Linked DNA regions of Zea mays: all the other regions are linked to region 1. The links are chromatin contacts, called in public Hi-C maps. All regions are on one chromosome and are shown on one strand. Each heading gives the region's core, a stretch centred on a gene start, on an enhancer-like site or on the middle of the called end of the contact. The rest is flanking DNA. Distances are from core to core; before and after follow the strand shown. Region 1 holds the start of LOC100281443 (GTP binding protein). Region 2 holds the start of LOC100284127 (peroxisomal multifunctional enzyme type 2). Region 3 holds the start of LOC103637889 (bZIP transcription factor 46). Region 4 overlaps LOC103637892 (STOREKEEPER protein).

Region 1 (2,702 bases), core at 72-2,571:
TTGATAAGCATGCAGTAGACATGAGGACTTGGCATGCAACCACTTGCTTCCATCTCGTAGAACACCTTGATGGCCTCATCACATTTGCCAGACTTGCAGAAGGCGCTAATCAGCATCCCGTAGGCAACAACATCAGGCCTGATGCCAGCATCAATCATTTCTTGGTACATTGTTTTCACCATCAACAGATCTTTCTCATGGCCCCAACCTTCCATGAGGACAGTGTAGGTTTTCAAATCAGGTACAAACTTACCCTTCCTCTTCATCTCCTTATAGATGGCTTGCGCCTTCTTCACTTGTTTGGATTTGCTTAGCGTGTCAATCAGCCAGTTGTAATCTGATAACTCAGTTTTAAGCCCAAAAATGCTCATCTTCTCGAATGTCTCAACAGCCTCTTTGACCTTTCTAGCCCGAGCGTACCTTCGGACTATGAGCTTGAATGTGTCCTTAGATAGCAAGCCCCGGCACCGCATGGTCTCCACCAAGCTCCACACCAGCCTGAACTGCTTGATCTTTCCCAGCGCCTCAATCAGGTTGTGGAAGCCCTCAGCCGTGTAACTGAAGCCCTCCTGCCTCTCTGCCCAGCGGAAGAAGGCAAGTGCTAACATCCCAGCATTGCTCAAGTTCTTGAGCACTTCAGCTACCAGCTCTGGGGACACGGCCACCCCAAGCGCATCAAGTGTCGACGCGATCTTTGGTTCTGGCTGCGTGGATACAATACGACACACCATCTTAGCAGCCTCTGACATGCCCACAGGCGGGCCATCCCCAAAGGCGTCACCCGGTGTGACTGTGAATCGCAGTGGCTCTGCACTAGCGCGCTCATCCGTGGACTGCCGAGCCACGGTACAAAACTGTGAAACGTGTGTTCGGCCGAGCACCTGGCAGGCATGGCCAAACAGCGCGTGGCTTGGCAGTTTCGGTGGAGGCATTCCGTTGAACAGCCCTTGTGCGTCCGTGGCGAGCCCGCAGGGACCACTCCTCATGGAGGAGTTGAGCAGGGTGTAGACTGGGCGGGCAAGGCGATGCATCGAATCGTGGTTCTGATAGGAGGGTTTGAGGGACAAGTGATTTTGCAGTGACGTGGAAACTCTTCGGTAGAAGCAAGGTGGTCAGGGAAGTAAACTGAAAGGAGTCAGAAATACATTTCTGCCATGCGCGGGCTGAGGCGGGGGTGCGCCTTGCCGGCGCGGGCTGAGGCGAGGGCGCACCTGGCCGGAGCGGGCAGGGGCGGGAGTGCGCCTTGCCGACGCGGGCTGAGGCGAGGGCGCACCTGGCTGGCGCGGGCAGGCGCTGGGGGCGCGGCGGTGTGGGCGGGAGTGACGGCGTGACGCGGTGAGGGCGAGTTAGCCAACTAGCGGCTTAGCGCAGCGGGTTGGGTTGGCAGCCGATTCTTGCTGGGCCACAGCAGGCCAAATTCTGGGCACGTGGCTGGGCTGGCTGGGCCGGGCCGGGCCTCCGCCACTGCTTTCAAGATGGTTGATGAGACGAGGAAGTGTAAAATCGGTTCAAATTCCTGTACCGATGCTGTGATTCTTTAGTATCCTGTAAGATCGCAGAAAGAGGATGGGAGAATTAGTTTGGCACAAGAGGCGGCTTTGAAGTTGGAAGTGACAAGGAAAACAACTCTTCGTGGTTAAGAAATCCTTTTGTTGTTCATAAGAACAATGTAGCACCTGGAGAATTACAGTCACAGTGTCTCGGATACCAGTAGCTCCAGCCGAATTTTTTGTTTTTAACCCTTTTTTGACAAAAATTTACAAATAGACCCCCAGAAAACTTAAATGCATTTTTGGACCTGATACTCGGCGCCATAGGCTATGGCGCCGAGGTAACACAGCTCGGCGCCATAGCCTATGGCGCCGAGCTGTGACGTGGCACTAACGGCTCCTGCGGCTAGGGCTGACGTGGCGTCGACGCGGCGCCGTAGCTCGGCGCCACAGATCTTGGCGCCGAGCTACGGAGGCCTATAAAACGGCCGCGCTGCTGGCCGAGTAGACCACATCTCCCCTCAATTCAAAACTTCGTCAAAAGTTGTTGTATTCAAAGTTTCGAGTTGCAACACTTCGTAGACCAAGGTATGGTGTCTCACTGATTCATTTTGTATATTGGGTTGTAATTTTTCGATTATTAGTTTCCAATGTTGCTTATAAAATATAGAGTATCGTTAATATGATGAGTACATTTGATTTGATAGTTTGTGTAAACCGATTATAAAGTCTATTAGGTACAAGTGTTAATTATAATAGTTTCTTAGATGAAAGACATGTACCGGGAGGCGTTGTGGCAGAAGAGAGGTCGTCCTCGGGAGTTATATCCGGACGTATCTAGTAAGGATGCTCCTGTTCCTCCTGAACTTCCTGTGCCTAACTATGACTGTGGCAGACTGGCTTGGGTATGTTAATCGAAACATCCAGACACGGCTGCTCGCTGCTTCTACCTTTTTGGCGGTTTTAACGTACGTAGCTTATGACTTGTGACTTAATATTGTCCGATTTTTTGTTTACTAGATGTGCAATAATGCTTCGTTCCATTATTTTAGGAGCACCTGAGGTGTTTCTTTTTCCAGTGGATTGACGGTCCTGATAAATTTGACTCTCGATACCTTCTTTTCGCTAATTGGTTGTGTGGAAGGACTAGTCATGAGCGTTTTAAGCGTTGGGTATCTCCTTCCCCGAATCCTCCACCAATGACGGATGCGG
Region 2 (2,702 bases), core at 87-2,586, 230 kb after region 1:
ACGACGCCATCACGCTGTCCAGCTCATCGTCCACCTGAAGCCCAACCTGCCACGTAAGTCGCTACTGACCGGACATGAATTCTTGTGCGCTGGGACGATGGACGTTGCTAACGTTGTGTGAGTGTCCTCGGACATGATGTATGTAGTGGAGTAGCGCATCCGGTGGTGCAACGGCTAGGGGTACTACCTCGCTGATGAGCCCGAGGTGCACTTTGTTTGGCAGCCCAACCAAGAGTCATCGGTACTCGTCATGTCGCATGCGTTCGACGACTACTATATCGAGGATTGTGGCGTCATCTTGGCGCCGGAGGTGACGCAGAGGAGGATCGACAACAGTGACCAGTTCGTCATCCTCGCCACCGTCAGGGTAGCTTTTGTGCCGGTCTGTCTTTAATTCTCTTCGCAAACACACACACTTACCATTTTGTTTAAGCAAGAGCGTATGGTGGTGCGTGTCTGATGACTAACGATGTACGAGAGAATTTCTTTCATCATATGTGGAATGTGCTCTCCAATGATGAGACCATACAAATCGTGTCATATATCGAAGTCTGCATGATACTGATGGTTGCAATCTAGTGGTGAAACAATTAGATTAAAATAACAAAATTTATTTATGGCTAGGATCACAAATTGATTATGAAACATTTTCTCATAACAATATAACACACATTTTGTATATAAGTTATCGTAGTATGCTGGTATTATATATTCCCGTTGCAACGCACGGACACTCAGCTAGTATTAAATTAAAGAACTAAAATCATCCTCTTATACCTCTTACTTTACCTCGTTCATCCCTGACTCTCATTCTCTGATAAAGACATGTTTGGTTCTCGTGGCTAAAGTAAAATAGCTAAAGTTTAGAGACTAAAATTTAGCACACCCAGTTTAAATCATCTAACCGAAATAGTTACTAAAGCAATTAATATTGTTCATAAAGACCAAAATATCCGGCGCCAAAACAACTAGGTGTTGCATGGTCGCTAGTGGGGAGGGTACTAGGTGGAAAGGTGAAGATTTTAGCATACTTTAGCTTGACAAGGTGGTCTAACGGGGCTAAACTGTTTTAGCCCCTTTTTAGTCTTTGTGTTTGATACATTAGCCCTTAAACTAGCTAGATTTTAGCCTTTTTGCTTTAGCCTAGCAAAACCAAACGGACCTTAAATTTGTAAAATTGCTCAACTCGACGTTTTGATTGAAAGTTCTGCCGGTCGTTCTGATGTGCCAACAGCTAACCAGTAACCACCCGGATAGGGCCAGGGCATCCACCCGCCCCCAGCTAGATCCAGATCCAGATCCAGCAACCAGCATGGGCCGTGGCGTGGCGTGCTTGCAGCTGCAGTCCTGCACGTCTTGCCGCTTTGATTGCCTTCTCCTTCCCGCAACTACTCATCCTTTCCATCAAAACTGAGCAAACCCCTCATCCTATTCTCGCGCCCGGCGTCTCCCTTCTCCAACCTCCGTTTCTAATCCGCGCTGCTAATCCCACTCCCAGTCCCAGCTCGTCCGCTGAGATGGACAGTAGCAGCCTCAAATCCGCGCAGCTCCTGGAGCTGATGCGCCAGCACCTGGCCACCGATGCCGGCAAGGAGGTCACCAAGAAGGTCGGCCTCGTCTACCAGCTCAACATCGCCCCCAAGGTCCGGTTCCCTCCCTCCCCCTACCCCTAGATTGAGTGAAATTCTGGCCAGATCGACGGCCTTTCTGATCCCGTATTCCTGCGCGGTGTTCCGCGTTGCAGAAGATCGGCGTTGATGAGGAGATCTTCGTGGTCGACCTCAAGAAGGGCGAGGTCACCAAAGGTTCCTCCTTTACCGCCCTCCAACCTTATTTTTTTATATCTAGTTACCGTTGCCCGTATTGGAGTTCTGAAGCCTTGCTTATGATTCGCAGGGCCGTACCAGGGAAAGCCGGATGCCACTTTCTCCTTCACGGACAACGATTTCCTTGGAATCGCCACCGGCAAGACGAATCCGCAGATTGCATTCATTCGGTTAGGAGAACAAGACCAACCTTTGTTTTTTTCTCTCTCGTTGTACTTTAGAATTTTGTGTTGTAGTTTCTTCGAGGCTGATGGACTCTGTTGATGTGCAGAGGGGCGATTAAAATCAAGGGGAGCATCAGTGCGGCGCAGAAGTTCACCCCTGACATCTTCCCCAAGCCTGCTAAGCTGTAGAAGGTTAGATTGTGTATTACTTGGTCGAGGTGAATAATAATGTTTGCAAGCTTCAATTACTATGTACGAGATACAATGAGTGGAACATGAAAAGCACGTTCTCGGTGGGAATTTGGATATGGTTGAACTTCCACTTAAATCAAGCTCAATGTTCGTTTCTCATGATTACGTTATCTTCTTAAAATAGGATGAGTGGTATAATAATGCTTGTTGATGCCCCTTGAGTAGTTATATGTTGGCAATGGTAAATTGGCGATGCTCTTACTTTGGGCGGGATTATGCAAAGGTTTTAGCTTTATTGTGCCATGCTGCTTTGCATCTCACTGCTGAGAGTCAAATAAACGGGATGACATAATAACAGAGAGTCAAAACTGAGAGTGGCAAAATAGCAATTTTTCCTCGTCCTACTAAAGTAACATGTTTCTGTTATGGCCCTGGTCGTTGTTGATAGATAGGTTAGTACTTCATAACATTCAGGGGTGGATCCATAGGTTGGGGGGAAGGGGCAAAGGTGGCCATGGCC
Region 3 (2,702 bases), core at 147-2,646, 180 kb after region 1:
AATTACCTCAGACGAGCAGGTCTAGATGTAATATCTTACCAGTTACGACGCGGGTTGCCTACTATTGATTCGGCGGCCATTACTGCACTTGTGGACAGGTATTGTTATGATTTTATAAAAATATTCTTGAATCATTGAGCTCTTTTACACTATTTTTTTAATTATGTAGGTGGCGTCCTGAGACACATAGTTTTCATCTTCCTTTTGGTGAGATGACAGTCACATTAGAGGATGCACAGAAGATACTTGGACTCAATGTTGGTGGCAGAGCAGTGACAGGCCAATGTGACTCTGACGGATGGAGGGCTAGAGTTGAGGCCTTTCTTGGTAGGGAGCTTCCTGCTGAGGGCGTTGAACGGACTGCTGGAGTAGGCATCACATGGCTCCGTCAGTCTTTTGGTGTGTGCCCTGCTGATGCTGATGAGGCTACAGTCCAGTTCTATTGTCGAGCTTGGATCTTGCACATGTTTGGTTGTGTCCTCTTCCCAGACGCCACAGGAGACTGCGCGTCTTGGATCTTGCACATGTTTTTCATCCTCTCTTTGTCCTCTGCATCCCACTTTTGAAGATTCTCCAGCCACTTCTTATCTTTCTCTGATATTTCGGTGTCAATCCACTGCTCAAAATCACATAGCGGTGGAGGAGTCTACAAAATGTGCAATTATTAGTACGCAAAAAAACATTTACAAAAACATTCACAAATGTAAACATATTACAAGACTATTCTCACCATTAAATTCATCCGACGTTGAACAACAGTTGGCTCAAATGCAAAGTTAGCACACATCCAATACCTCTGTCGATAGGTGTCATGATCTTCAGACTTATCGACCTTACAAGGATCACCACAAAAACACATAGGCACTGGAACACCACTTGGCAAAGGCAACGGGTCGAAGGCAGTTCCGGTCAAAGGACCCTTCCTAAATTTCCATAAACTCTATAACAATCAGAAATATAATAGACTCACAAAATAAGAGGCAGATCCAAAACTTACCTTTGTTTAGCATATTTACCACGCCTAGACATCTCTAGTTTAGAAGAATTGAAATGAGCACAGCAACAAGCCAGACGTAGGGTACTATTTATAGGCACGTACCTCGGCGCCATAGATCTTGGCGCCGAGGTAGGCGTCGTTGACCGGGCGCCTACCTCGGCGCCAAGATCTATGGCGCCGAGGTACGTGCCACGTCAATCCAGATCACACCGGCGTCTGACGTATAAGCGCCAATAGTATTGGCGCCGGCACACACAAGCTCGGCGCCAATGATGACGGCGCCGAGCTAAGGGTCCATTTTTTGAAATGAAACTGCCAGGGGCATAAATGTGGGAAAAAAACTCGAAAAGGGCCAAATTGCAAAAAAGTTGGACCTCCTGTCGCTTCTGCCGCTGCCCGGCTATAAAGTCGACTGCTCTGTTCACCGCCCCCTTTCCCTCTGCATCCGCCTCTGGTTTTTCAGAGCAGCAGTCCAGGCGCGGAATTGAATTCCGGTAGGATTTGAGAGCGGAGCGGAGCGGAGAGGAGAGGAGAAGAAGGCGGTAGGCGGGGAAGATGGAGATGCCGGCAGGGAGCGGGGCCCCAGCGCTGGCGCGGCAGGGCTCGGTCTACTCGCTCACGTTCGACGAGTTCCAGACCACGCTCGGCGGCGCCAGCAAGGACTTCGGCTCCATGAACATGGACGAGCTGCTGCGCAACATCTGGACAGCCGAGGAGTCTAACGCCATGGCTGCGGCCGCCCCGGCCACGGCCACGGCCACGGCGGCCGCATCCGTGGACGCGCACGCGCAGCAGCAGCAGCAGCAGCAGCACGGGGCGCCCATCCAGCGCCAGGGCTCCTTCACGCTGCCCCGCACACTCAGCCAGAAGACGGTCGACGAGGTCTGGCGCGAGATCGTGAGCCTCACCAGCGGCGAGGACGCGCAGCAGGTTGCGGCTCCCGCTCCCGCTCCCGCGCCCGAGCCCGAGCCCGCGCCCGCGCCCGCGCCGCTGCCGGCGCAGGCGCAGGCGCAGCAGACGCTGGGGTCCATGACTCTGGAGGAGTTCCTGGTACGCGCCGGCGTGGTTCGTGAGGACATGGGGGGGCACCAGACCCTCCTGCTGCAGCCGCACGCGCAGGGGCTTTTCTCCCAGGGGAATGCGGTCGCGCCGCAGACCCTGCAGCTGGGAAACGGGATGGTGGCCGGGGTCGTCGGGCAGGGCCTCGGAGGAGGGGTGACGGTGGCGGCTCCGACGACGCCGGTCGTGTTCAACGGGTTGGGAAAGGTGGAGGCGGGTGATCTGTCGTCGCTGTCGCCGGTGCCGTATCCGTTCGACACTGCGCTGAGGATGCGGAAGGGACCCACCGTCGAGAAGGTGGTGGAGAGGAGGCAGCGCCGCATGATCAAGAACAGGGAGTCGGCCGCCAGGTCGCGTGCGAGGAAGCAGGTGGAGCCTTTCTTCTTTCAGTGGATCTGCTATGCTGTCCGTTAACCATACTGCATCTTTGGCTTAATTATAGTAAAAACTTGTCGCAAATGGAACTCCATGGTGACTATATTTGGTATGCCTCTCGATTATGTTGTACTTTATTCACTTGATGTGATCTGCCACTTCCAGTTTAGCTCTTCGATGTTAATTTATTGCTAAGTAGCCTCTACAAATAGCAAGTTGCCATTGTATAATACTCTTATCTTCATCTAAAGAGGTATGCCTCTCGAATCTG
Region 4 (2,702 bases), core at 111-2,610, 130 kb before region 1:
CCACATAATGAAAACAAAATTTGCTTCTTGCACATGCTACACCATTTGAATATTGCAAGTTGTGACAAGCACAGTGCATGTTGTGCTCTTAGTTATGTTATGCTTTTTTAAGAGCCTAATTAAGATCTTTCAGCTCATTTTAGTACTCTCTACTGACATTTTTATTTTCTGCTACCGAATGTAGTGAAAGCAACTCTTTCAAAACCTGTATTCAGATAGTCCTAGTTATACCTTTGGAATATTTGCATAGTTTTGATTGTAAGGAAACTGTTTATCTGCTACTAAAGCTGAATTTCTTTTGCAGATGCAGTTGATGGAGTACATAGCTGGATACATAGGTGGGATGTTATTTTGTAGGCTGATCAACGCGACCTCTTGGTTGCTGACTGACAAACCTAACACGGTGTGAGGTGATGTAGGGGGGTTTGCACGAATCAGTGGTCTCAATTTATGTCTAGTTCTTGAACTATTCAATGATTGTCTAAGTCGCTTAGGTCTGGAGATGTTCATTTCACTAATGTATCAGCTTGGTCTGTGATCAGACAGCCTTCATACTAACGCTACATTTTCTGTAAATCATTCGCCAAGTATTATTGCGATGATGATGATGCTGTGTTTCAGAATGGTCAACGAGGCCGACTGTTTAACTGAGCTGAATGTTATTTGAGCAAGTACATGACGATTGGTGCCGACACCGTCGCCACCACCGTTGGAGAAGCGCAAGAGAAAATCAACCATCTTGTGTTTACAGGTTCGTTGAGCAGCTAAAGGAGTTGGAAGAGCCAGATGCCGGCTTCCTTGTGCCGGGTGCCTCGATCGGGGGATCTGTTTTCGTGCAGAGACATGTGTGCATTCCTCTGTGGCTGCAGCCAGTGGAGAATTCTTGCTCTTGAAGGGTGTTTATTTCTAGGCACTAATTTTTTGTCCTTCCATTTGATTTCATTTTAGTTTTTAAATTATTAAATATAGAAACTAAAAGAAAATTTTAGTTTTTATATTTAGCAATTTAGTGACTAAAATAAAATAAAATAGAGGGACTAAAAATTAGTCTCTAGAAACCAAACATCCTACAATCAGGGTCCAGTATAATATCTTGAGCAATTTTCTGACCAAATAGAGCAGACAGATGAGGCTATAATCCCATGTGAAATAATTTGCGCCATAGATATCCGTAAATTCGAAGTGAACCGATGTATCAAGAGTCGTATCAGGTAAGGGTGCACTACTGTGTTCTTGCTCTAATACTATCCTTCAATCTGCAGTGACTGCTCGCTGCTGGATGGGTAGGCCGTAGGCTTCATGCGTGGCCAGATCTAAACCCCACATCTGTCGAATTGCAGCTTCGACTAAAATGTCAGATTTGTGATTAGGACGACTGAATTGAGGGCACTCGGTGGTGCATGCAGTGGCGCGGCAGCAGCAAAGGACTCGAAGCCTCCCTGTTGCCCAAGGACGCTCAGAGGGAGACGTCGCTCCTCTCTAGATCTCTCTCGCGCGCGTTTTCGATTAGGATGAATGAATAAACAAACGGGTCCCAGTGGCCTACATTGCACACTCGAGTGTTGCGAATTCACGATCACGTACTGCCAAAAGGCACACACAGACAACGACCACGCCTTGCTTGCCGTTGTTGCATTGCATTGGTGTATCCACTAGCAGCCGGCCGGGGCCCTCCGTTTGTGCGAGCGTACTTGTGACTTGTGAGGGAGACGACGAGTCAGCATTTTGCTTGCCATCGCCCATCGGTGTATCAGCTACTGTAGACTCCTTGCCATCAGCGTCGTTATACCCGTGTCATCAGCAGAGCAGCTGGCTAGCCATTGCACTCTCGCCATTGCACGTTGACGACAGCAGGGTGTGCCTCAAACTCAAAGCGCAGCTGGCTAGCTGTCTGAGATCTTTGGCTGCCCCCTCTGCTACGATTTCTTTTTCGCGAGAACGCTGGGCAAAGCCAGGTGGATCGATCCGGTCCATATGGTCTTGCAGCTTGCACGGCAAGATCATGGCGCATTGGACAGCGTGTTTACACTGTCGTCGTCTATGCCTCCTGAAAAAATAATCACGACAGACTAGCTAGTGCTAGTCACCGTGCCACTAGCTTAAAAAAGCTAGTGCATGGGCTTGTGGCCTGGTGATTAGTTTAGTTTAGTTTACCCACACGGCTTTACCACCGTCCAATTTGCATCGGTGGTAAGCAAGGACACAAACCTTCATCAGGGAATCCTAGGACTTACCAAATTGGACACAGGGAGGTTAGTTAGACCGACGACGACGACGACCTAGCTCCCAGATGTCAGGACACAGATTGCATTACCCTTGTATCTGAATCTGTTGCTCTGTCGCCAAGCTGAAACCAATCATCGATCAGCAAATTGTCATATTATGTTTTATTATGTTAAACGACCGAAGCAGTGGCGGATGATCTAGAGGGTGGTGGTCGACAGGGTATGTAGTAGGCCCCGGCTGGCCCACCCTCTGATTTTGATCATGATTCTGATTCTGATTTTGATTTATTTGGATCCCCATGCATGCATGGATTATTCAATTTTCCACGCTGTTTCTCGTGAGCAAATGGCGCGCCGTACGTGGTTGCCGGCACGTCATCGCCAATCTACGCGCACGCACGTCGTGGATGGAGCTCTCCCCCCCCCCCCCCCCCCCCCCCCCCCCCCCCCCCCTCCCTTTGCGCGCGCCAATCAGGG

Evidence for each region. A called contact is a pair of places that touch in the nucleus more often than the background predicts.
Region 2: a Hi-C map of ear shows a contact between it and region 1, with 2.8 times the contacts expected there. The contact joins the promoter of LOC100284127 here to the promoter of LOC100281443 in region 1. A contact is called at or near these places in 2 of 25 Hi-C or Micro-C datasets (ear and tassel).
Region 3: a Hi-C map of ear shows a contact between it and region 1, with 2.9 times the contacts expected there. The contact joins the promoter of LOC103637889 here to the promoter of LOC100281443 in region 1. A contact is called at or near these places in 7 of 25 Hi-C or Micro-C datasets (bundle sheath, ear, leaf and 2 more).
Region 4: a Hi-C map of endosperm shows a contact between it and region 1, with 2.4 times the contacts expected there. The contact joins the enhancer-like site here to the promoter of LOC100281443 in region 1. A contact is called at or near these places in 3 of 25 Hi-C or Micro-C datasets (ear, endosperm and tassel).

What each region holds. Positions count from the first base shown.
Region 1 is chr9:9,661,021-9,663,722 of Zm-B73-REFERENCE-NAM-5.0, reverse strand. LOC100281443 (GTP binding protein) reads right to left here and starts at 1,321. Exons shown (of 1, transcript NM_001154361.2): 1 at 1-1,321. The coding sequence starts at 1,031.
Region 2 is chr9:9,426,135-9,428,836 of Zm-B73-REFERENCE-NAM-5.0, reverse strand. LOC100284127 (peroxisomal multifunctional enzyme type 2) reads left to right here and starts at 1,336. Exons shown (of 4, transcript NM_001157024.2): 1 at 1,336-1,643; 2 at 1,745-1,805; 3 at 1,897-1,996; 4 at 2,098-2,318. The coding sequence starts at 1,518. The coding sequence ends at 2,179.
Region 3 is chr9:9,482,545-9,485,246 of Zm-B73-REFERENCE-NAM-5.0, reverse strand. It overlaps LOC103637889 (bZIP transcription factor 46), which reads left to right and starts at 1,396. Exons shown (of 4, transcript XM_008660908.4): 1 at 1,396-2,425. The coding sequence starts at 1,553. LOC111590174 (protein MAIN-LIKE 1-like) reads left to right here. Exons shown (of 3, transcript XM_023301105.2): 2 at 1-98; 3 at 170-598. The coding sequence ends at 566. LOC111590157 (formin-like protein 5) reads left to right here. Exons shown (of 4, transcript XM_023301079.1): 4 at 213-303.
Region 4 is chr9:9,794,664-9,797,365 of Zm-B73-REFERENCE-NAM-5.0, reverse strand. LOC103637892 (STOREKEEPER protein) reads left to right here. Exons shown (of 2, transcript XM_008660910.4): 2 at 305-630. Among protein-coding and RNA genes, the nearest start is that of LOC103637892, 9.8 kb to the left of the region's middle. Within about 2 kb of position 1,360, at least 8 of the 20 cell types and tissues checked have an H3K27ac peak or open chromatin away from gene starts, as enhancers often do. A contact at or near this core is called in endosperm, where this site is marked.